Regions from separate parts of the Mus musculus genome. Here all the other regions are linked to region 3. Evidence: chromatin contacts called from public HiChIP or PLAC-seq data. All regions are on one chromosome and are shown on one strand. Each heading gives the region's core, a stretch centred on a gene start, on an enhancer-like site or on the middle of the called end of the contact. The rest is flanking DNA. Distances are from core to core; before and after follow the strand shown. Region 1 overlaps Slc28a1 (solute carrier family 28 (sodium-coupled nucleoside transporter), member 1). Region 2 has its middle 14 kb from the start of Zscan2. Region 3 overlaps Zfp592 (zinc finger protein 592).

Region 1 (2,993 bases), core at 419-2,918, 130 kb before region 3:
AGAAAAAATGTGTACACATACACACACACAAGTAAATTTTTTCTCTGCCTATGTGAATTTAGGGTCCAATTTGTAATACTGGATTGGCCCATGAGAGGATTATGATATACATCATTTAGGAGGGCAGATCCCCAGGGAAAGCCTATGGAAAACTGAGCATGAAATTTGGAGTCAGATCTGGGTTCAGATCCTGGCTTTAACCATTAATTTATTCTCTGAGCCTCAATTTGCTTATCTATAAAACGGGGATATTAAAGCACCCAGCATAGTGCCTGATACATAATATGAGCTTAGTAAATGGAATTCTGGGAATCTGACCCAGGGGCCATTTGAAAAGTGTAGCCAGCTCTCTTTAAGCTCTGACATTTCTTAGCCCTCCTTTTCTCTCTCCCTTCCCCCTCTCTTCAAGTGGCCATGGCCAGCCTCTCTCTCCTTCTACCTTCTCCCCCCCCCCCCCGCCTTTCTACAATAAAACTCTAAAACCATTAAAAAAAAAAAAAAAAAAAAAAAAGGTCTAACCAAGTAGTTTAGCCCAGCAAGCCTGCCTTGCTCAGGCAAAGCTGGGCTTTGAGACAGAGAGGGGACATCCCATGACTGCTGTGATTAGGAGCTTGTGGGGCTTCCAGAAAGGCAGTTTCAGGGCTTTGGCATAGCCCAGCAGAGAAAAGTTCTACCTACCCCAAAGGAGATGTAGGCGCCCAGGAGGCTGCCAGCAATAGTAGCATAGCCTCCAGTCATGACAACGTGAACTTCAGAGAGTGTCATATCTGCCAGATAGGGCCGGATCAGCAGTGGAGCTTCAGTCTACAAAGAGTCAGAAGGCAAGCAGTGAGCTGCCGCGGTGGCGGCTGGGTGATGGTCACAGGTTTTTTGTTTGTTTGTTTTGTTTTGTTTTGTTTTGTTTTGTTTTGAGACAGGTCATGGTTCTTGATGAAGAATCTCAGAGGAGACAGAGGGTGGGTTTCTAGTCAGCTGAGCCTCTCTGGGCCCCATTGTCCTCCCTCCTCTGTGATAGGACCTGCATACCACCACCCTACCCTACCCGTGTGTGTTGACACTTACCGTGCTCCTCACACCCAGGCACCTCCCCCTCTGTGCTTACAACCTAAGACAGAAAGGACTCTTATTTTCCAGGGAAGCAAACAGAGGCCTGGGAAGGGATGCAAGCCCGATCTGCACAAAGGGGCTGAGCCTTCACTGGGCATTTGCTTTGGGGCTTGTGTAGAAGTCTGGGCTACTCTTTATCTAATCCAGCTATGGAGCCCTAGCATTCTTGGTACTGCTTTGCAGGACGGGGAGATGGGCGTATGATGGTTAATCTTCATGTTCAACGTGACTGGGCTTAGAATCATGGTGGAAATACGCTCCATAGTGCATCTGTAAGGGTGTGGTCAGAGAGGTGTAACTGAGGAAGGACGACCCACCCACCCTGAATGTGGATACACTATCTCGTAGGCTGGGGCTCCAGAATGAACATAAAGTAGAACGTTATAGGGGATGTGGAAATCAACCTTGTGAGGGAAAAAGTGGGATAGAGAGCGAGGTGCCTCAGGCTCCTGAGACTCCTCAGAAAGTCCTGATCTGCTGTAGTCAGCATTAGACATAAGATGGCTCGTAGAACACCGGTGAACCAACAAAAAGGAACCGCGGCCAGGGGTTGGCTGCTTCCCCTAACTCCTCCCACTTCTTCTGAGTAACCTCATCAGACGGGACTTTCATTGGAGCCCAGTGACAGTGTGGTGAGAGATGATTGGCCAAGGATTTAGGGGCTTGGGATTGGCTCAAACATTGTATCTAAGCCTATGTGCTGGGTAATAATCTCGGATCTGTGCCCTGATGCTGGTCTCCAGAGTCTAACTGCCTGAGCTGGGTTCGGTCACATAACTCTGTCGCCGCTCATCCCCCTCCCATCCTCAGTCCTACACCCACAGACAAGTAAGCTGAGCACCCATATTTTCCGCACACCCCTTCCTACATTGTGACCAGCTGCCTCACACACACCGCCAGGCCCTCTCTGCCATGATAGCCTGTACCTCTACACTGTGGGTCCACAGGCATCTCCTTCCTTCCTTAAGTTGTTTCTGTAGGGTGCTTTATCACAGAGAAAAGAAAAGCAACCAATACCTGGAAGCCACAAGAACGCCTTCCTGGGAGCAGGAAGTGTGTGTGGAGGTATAGATACGCTGTGATTTTAGAGGGTGATAGAATCTATGAAGATAGGTGAGAAAAACAAGCCTCATGGTCAGGGAATATCAGCACCGGTCTCTTTGAGGGTGTGGCACTGGGTTAATGTTAACTGAGACCGGAAGGAGTCAACTACACAGACTGATGATGGCTCAGCCGCCCAGAAAGACCAGAGGCCCTGAGACAGGAGTAAGCTTGACCTGAAAGATCCTGACATAAAGTAGAAACTCATGTAAGCCCCCGACTTGTGTCCTAAATGGACATCACTATTGGCACAAAGTAAAAGTTTAACTTGCTCCATTGTTTCAGGAAATGTTTGTACAGAGTGCTCGGACCATTCCTTAAATCCGCTATGCTTGCCAACCGCTATAGCCCACTGCCAGACGTTTGCGGTTTGGTTGCTGGGCTGAATTTGGAAAATTTCCCCCAAAACTTTAGATTGAGCCAATCCTGAGTTGCCCCATATACCAGCCGTTAGCCAATAGAGTTGCATCACCCCTGCGCCATTTTGCTCACAGCTGCGCCTGCACATGATTCCTTCCTTGTACCCCTCCCGTACCCATTCCTTGTAAATCTCAGATCAGGAAATCGAAACTTACCTGATTGGTTGCTCAGGGGCATGTGATCTGGAAGTCCCCTCCCTTCCCCTTCTCCTTTTCCCCCTTGAGGGCCCATAAAAGGAGGGTCCCATTTCCCTTCCGGTTGACTTCTCTATCCCTGCGTGGGATACGAGTTGTCCCCAGAGCTCTGGCTTTCCTGAATAAAGCCTCATGTGATTTGCATCAAGCTTGGTCTCTCCTGAGTTCTTG
Region 2 (2,866 bases), core at 39-2,538, 170 kb after region 3:
TGAGTCTCTTACTAAACCTGGAGCTTGCCAATTTGGCTAAAGGCTTGCCAGCAAGCAAGTCCCAAGTACCTCCTCTGTCTACCTCCTCAGCACTGGAATCAAATGTCTGCTGCACCCAGATATTTATTTTGTTTTGTTTGTTTTCTGAGACAGGTTTCTCTGTGTAGCCTTGACCTGCAACTCGCTCACTCTGCTCTATAGACTAGGCTGGCTTTGAACTCAGAGATCTGCCTGTCTCTACCTCTCAAGAGCTGGGATTAAAGTTGTGCACCACTATTGCCTATCTGCACCCAGGTTTTAAGTAGGTATTGGTAACCAAACTCAAGTGCTCAGTATAAAGCAAAAACCAGCACTGTGCTTTGGAGTTATGAGCCTTAGCATTGCACTGTGTTTGCTCTGTATTCATAAGCACATCTCTCGTCTACTTGGAATTCATTTTCATCCTGAGCATAAACACCATCAGAAGCTGAGATGAAGCAGGGCAGTGGTGGCACACGCCTGTAATCCCAGCACTTGGGAGGCAGATCCAGGCAGATTTCTGAGTTGGAGGCCAGCCTGGTCTACAGAGTGAGTTCCAGGACAGCCAGGACTGCACAGAGAAACCCTGTCTCGAAAAAGCAAAAAAAGAAGGAGGAGGAGGAGGAGGAGGAGGAGGAGGAGGAGAAGGAGGAGAAGGAGAAGAAGAAGAAGAAGAAGAAGAAGAAGAAGAAGAAGAAGAAGAAGAAGAAGAAGAAGAAGAAGAAGCAGCAGCAGCAGCAGCTGCTGCTGCTGCTAAGACGGGAGAAGTTGGTGTTTCAGGCCAGCTTTGGGTGCCTTGTGAGACCCTGTCCCCTGATAGAATAAAGTGAACAGCTAGAATCACGAGCAGACAGCTTAGTCAGTACAAATTCTTGCTATCAAGCAGGAGGACCTGAGTTGAGACCCAGCACCCATGTAAAAACTAGATATGGTCTATGCCTGCCTCCCCAACATTGAGGCGGGACAGAAAGAGCCCTGGGGTCTGCTGCCCAGTCTAGCCAGTTGGTGAGGTCCAGGTTCTGGGAGAGACCCTGTCTCTAAAAGTAGGGTGGGGAGCAGTAGAGGATGACATCTGACAGTGACCTCTGACCTTGGCCTCATCTGTGAGTGAGTGCATAGGCAAGTGTATCTGGATACACAAAAAAGAGAGAGAGTCGGGAACGTTTGTAGAGAGAATCGCTTAAAAGCACCACCTGCCAATAAAAAGCCAATGGCCAATGATCTGAGGCAGGAAATAAGAGGCGGGACATTGGCAGGAAGGCAGAGGATTCTGGGAAATAGTAAGAGAAAAGAGAGCCATGGGGGAATAAGAGGAGATGGGAAACAGACTGAGGAGACAGGGGTAAACCAGCAGGTGGAGGAACTCTGAGAGACTCTGAGGAGACAAGAAGGAAGGAGCCAGTGAGTACCGAATCACTAACCAAGTGATAGACATAGAATAGATTAAATGGTTAAATAAGGTAAGAACTAGTCAGAGAGTGAGCCAAAGCTTATGGCCTAGGCATTTAATAATAACTAAGTCGTCTCAGAGTCATCACTCTGAGAGCCGAGACTGGGAAAGGAAAACTTGGAATTTAAAAATTATTTCTACACTCACTTGTAAGTTTCCAGGTAAACAATGCACAGACTGTCTGCTTCTATGATGACCACCCTCCCTTCGCCCTTAGCTTCCTTTGGAGGAGCCAGTGTGAAGCCAGAGTAAGTCCTGTGCTCGGGCGCTAAGTTCCAAATTAAAGATTGAAATGTTTGCGGAGGAAATTGTGCAGTGCCGCGGAAGCTCTTAAGCACACATCAGGACTTCAGGCAGATCTCAGAGAGGAAGAGGCAAGAAATGAATCTGCAGAGTAGCCCGAGGCTCGGATCCCTGCTTACAACCATTGCAAGTTCCTCAGTCTCCTCCTCACTCCCCGGGCCAGCCAGCTGGGAGGAAAGGGACAGGCCTGGAACGAGGTGGAGCCGGTCACACCTTTTTGTCTGAGCAGACAGAGCACATCGAACAGCCTGGAAGCTGAAGGAGGAGATGTGGGGAATTCCCTGCTTGGAGAAAGAAACCCGCGGATTAGACAGTGATTTGGGGAGACCCCGCCTACTAAGGAGGAACCAGGATGAGGAACAAACCTCGGAGTCCAGACTGCTGGGGAGGAGTAGAAAGAACACAGAAGTGGTGGGGACAAGCAGTGCTCCCTCCTGGGCCCCGGGAGGACACAGAGCCGGAGTAAGGATGGAGCGGGACTGAGATGGAAGCGTTTTCTGATGTGATTGTCCTGTGGAGGCATAAATCATAGAGTTGAGGAAGTGAAGGGCCCATGGGTGGCAGAAACATCACAAACAAGTACACCGAAGTCGCCATGGGAGAGGGCAAGACAGGCACCCGGCAGTCAGGGTCCAGAACCATCAGAGAAAGGGCAGAGTAAGTCAGGAGCACATGTCTCTAGTTCCACCTACCTAAAGGCCACCCAAGAGTTTGAGGGCAATATACTGAGGGGGGTGGGGAGAGAGAAGAAAGCAGAGGGAGGGAGCTGCAGAGTGGCCTAGCTAGAGTAGAGGTTCTCAGCTAAGGCCTAGCTAAGGCCTAGCTGTGACCCTTTGTGCAGAATGCTGGGACAGCCTCGGAAAGTGGCCTCAGGTGAATGACACCAGTGTGCTGGTTTGAATAGGAATGTGTAGCTTTAATTTTTTTCAAATCCTTTTTTTTTTTTTTTTTTTTTTTTTTTTTTTTTTTTTTGGTTTTCTTTATAGCCCTGGCTATCCTGGAACTCACTCTGTAGACCAGGCTGGCCTCGAACTCAGAAATCCACCTGCCTCTGCCTCCCGAGTGCTGGGATTAAAGGAGTGCGCCACCACCGCC
Region 3 (2,864 bases), core at 55-2,554:
TGAGATTAAAGTTTTCAATTGAACAGATATTTGTCTCCTGGACTAGGTGCTGGAGTCCTTAAACAACAGGCAGATCCCAGCATCCGACTGCCAAGCGAACTGATGTGCAGGGCAGCATAACTACGAAGAAATGCTTTGGGACCTTTGCTTCAGACGCTTCCTCCCTCCATTTCTTCCTGCCTTTCAATGCCTAAGGGGAGAAAGCTGAAGAAAGGTGGGACCGATTGGTCCTGCAGTGCTGGGGAAAAGCACACAATGGTCGGGAGTAAACCATTTGCTGGAGCCCAGTGTCCTTCAGAAAAGGACAAGGGTTTGATGAAGAGTTATTACATCAGAGTAAGTAATATTCTCTATAACTTTAATTTTTTAATGGCAATTTTTTGTGGTTTTATTTATTTATTTATTTATTTATTTATTTATTTATTTATTGGTTGTTTTGTTTTGTTTTGTTTTTCAAGACAGGGTTTCTCTGTGTAGCCCTGGCTGTCCTGGAACTCACTCTGTAGACCAGGCTGACCTTGAACTCAGAAATCCACCTGCTTCTGCCTCCCAAGTGCTGGGATTAAAGGTGTGTGCCACCACGCCCGACTTTAATGACTATTTTTAATGATGGTTTTGAAACACTAACTTTTAGTCCACCACCCACTAAAGGTAGTGGAAAAGAAAGGATACAGGAAAGGTAGACCTGTTTAGAAATGGTTCTTTGAAACAACTCCAGTCTGTGTTGTCTGAAAATTGGCAGTTTAGTTCACAGGTTAGCAGCAGCAGCTCGATCCACTCGTAAACACTTAACTGAAATATTAGCAGTCCAGTTTGGTAGAGTGGGGTTAGCACCAACGGTGGCAAGACCTAGCAGGAATAGCCAGGCCTCAGCCTCGGCTAGAGTCAGCAGGAGGGACCAGCGCCAATAAGAACGCCAGGAAAGTTCTCTGCTCTGCCTCCCTTCACTGAGGGAGCACAGATCAGTGAAGACGTGAGAGCGACAAGCGTCCGCTACCTAAGTAAGCCAGGATCCGCCCCCCATGTTTGTCCTTTTCATATTCCCCCTTGTCTCAGCATGTGACTTGTTTCGGCTGACTTCACTCTGCCAATCAACCCGAGTCCAAGGAAGTAGTAAGAAACTGTAGCACACCACCAAAGGTTTTTTGGTATGTTTTTACAAACATAGTTCAACTATGTAATGTAAGGTAGAACAATATGTGCCTGTTGATAGCAAAGAATCTTTCATCATATGTCCTTCTGCATGCTTGTTTTAGTAAAACATCATTTTACCTGTCTGTGTTAGTGAAACATTCTTTCACAAGTGTCTTAGCCTTTCATCTGAGTCCATTCTAACTAAACATTTCTTCACATGTTTGCCCCAGCAAACACCATCCAACACAAATGACTTTCTAAAAAACCCTTAAGTTTCCGCTTCAGTTCTCCCACAGGAATTCGTCATGGGTTTGCAGAAAATGATCAGACATAAAATATATTTGCTAGAAGTCAGTTAGCTAGTACAGGAGTGCTAGTGTGTACCTACAGTCTCACCTCTCGGGAAGGCTGAGGTAGGAGATTAAGAGAAGGCTAGCCTGAGCTATAGCAAGACTTCATCTCAAAAAATAACAAAACTGCGGGCATGGTGGCGCATGCCTTTAATCCCAGCACCTGGAGGCAGAGGCAGGTAGATTTCTGAGTTCGAGGCCAGCCTGGTCTACAAAGTGAGTTCCAGGACAGCCAGGGCCACACAGAGAAACCCTGTCTCAGAAAAAACAAAACAAAGATAGGTGTGGTGGGTGGGTGGAAGCTGGAGGGTCAGGAGGTCAAGGCCAGTTGCAGTTATGTCTGAGGTCAGCCTGAGCGCTACAGGAGAGCTTGCTTCACAGTTCTCTTTCTTAGCAGGGCAGTGGTGTCGCACTTTAATCCCAGAATTCTAGAAGCAGAGACAGATCTTAAGTCAAACCCAGCATGGTCTATCTACAGAGTGAGTTCTGGGACAGCCAAGACTACACAGAGAAACCATGTCTCAATAAATAAATAAATAAATAAATAAATAAATAAAGTAATACTCCCAAGTGTTACAGAGTTTTGGTAAAAATCATATATAAGTAATAATTTATGTGACCTGTTAGAAGAGCAATTTAACAATACATAAGCAAAAACTACAATTACAACTTCCTCTAGGATCTACTAGTTTTTCTAGGAACTTTTACCAAATACTTTAGTAAGGAATAAAAAACATCTTAATTTTGAATGGATTCTCACCAAGTGTAACTGACCAATTAGAATTCTTTAAAAGATAAAAATAATATATAATTTTATACGACTATAGCAAAATTAGAAGGTAGAATTTCTTGCCTTTAGCAAAATCCTACATTAAAACATAGCAACTGAACACCATAGGATCTGAGTGAATATACACCATATGGATACATACATGTCCATTTGTGCACATGGATGTGACTGTCATTTCTAGATAACTACAAAAAAAATAAAAAGATGTTAACTCACTGACCAATTCTAGTATCAAGTTTAATGCTTTCATAAGTTCCCTAAAATGATGGATCTCAACCCATGGGATTATCTGCTATGCTTTGGATCTTAAATATCTCCCAAGGATTGGCATTTTGAAAGCTTGGTTAGCAACCATGGCTGTACTGAACGGTGATGACGCTTAGGAGAAGGAAGTCAGACTAGAGGCACTTTTGAAGGGGATATTTCATTCCTAGCCCATTTTTGTTTCACAGAGGCCATGAGATCAGTTACTCTACCACAAGTTTCCTCAATCAAGTTATGTTGCTTTGTCTCAGGCCCAAAGCAACAAGGCAAACTGATCATGGACTGAATTCTCAGAAATTATTAACCTAGAAAACAACAATAAAAAA

Evidence for each region. HiChIP or PLAC-seq counts read pairs in DNA pulled down with a chosen protein or histone mark.
Region 1: an H3K27ac HiChIP or PLAC-seq map of embryonic stem cells shows a contact between it and region 3, with 13 read pairs. The contact joins two enhancer-like sites. A contact is called at or near these places in 1 of 15 datasets of contacts at CTCF or cohesin (CD8 T cells), 6 of 484 Hi-C or Micro-C datasets (CD4 T cells, bone marrow-derived macrophages, cerebellum and 2 more), 10 of 115 datasets of contacts at active chromatin or transcription factors (embryonic stem cells, epiblast stem cells, large pre-B cells and 1 more) and 4 of 9 other capture datasets (adipose tissue, embryonic stem cells, liver and 1 more).
Region 2: an H3K27ac HiChIP or PLAC-seq map of embryonic stem cells shows a contact between it and region 3, with 9 read pairs. The contact joins two enhancer-like sites. A contact is called at or near these places in 1 of 15 datasets of contacts at CTCF or cohesin (the NIH/3T3 cell line), 4 of 484 Hi-C or Micro-C datasets (LSK cells, bone marrow-derived dendritic cells, cerebellum and 1 more), 2 of 115 datasets of contacts at active chromatin or transcription factors (bone marrow-derived macrophages and embryonic stem cells) and 3 of 9 other capture datasets (adipose tissue, liver and pancreatic islet).

What each region holds. Positions count from the first base shown.
Region 1 is chr7:81,151,211-81,154,203 of GRCm38.p6, reverse strand. It overlaps Slc28a1 (solute carrier family 28 (sodium-coupled nucleoside transporter), member 1), which reads right to left. Exons shown (of 18, transcript NM_001004184.3): 11 at 679-804. Among named protein-coding and RNA genes, the nearest start is that of Slc28a1, 38 kb to the right of the region's middle. Within about 2 kb of position 1,668, at least 17 of the 459 cell types and tissues checked have an H3K27ac peak or open chromatin away from gene starts, as enhancers often do. A contact at or near this core is called in embryonic stem cells, where this site is marked.
Region 2 is chr7:80,845,338-80,848,203 of GRCm38.p6, reverse strand. No RefSeq gene overlaps it. Among named protein-coding and RNA genes, the nearest start is that of Zscan2, 14 kb to the left of the region's middle. Within about 2 kb of position 1,288, at least 50 of the 459 cell types and tissues checked have an H3K27ac peak or open chromatin away from gene starts, as enhancers often do. A contact at or near this core is called in embryonic stem cells, where this site is marked.
Region 3 is chr7:81,018,646-81,021,509 of GRCm38.p6, reverse strand. The region is part of intron 2 of Zfp592 (zinc finger protein 592); the gene reads right to left. Among named protein-coding and RNA genes, the nearest start is that of Zfp592, 26 kb to the right of the region's middle. Within about 2 kb of position 1,304, at least 7 of the 459 cell types and tissues checked have an H3K27ac peak or open chromatin away from gene starts, as enhancers often do. A contact at or near this core is called in embryonic stem cells, where this site is marked.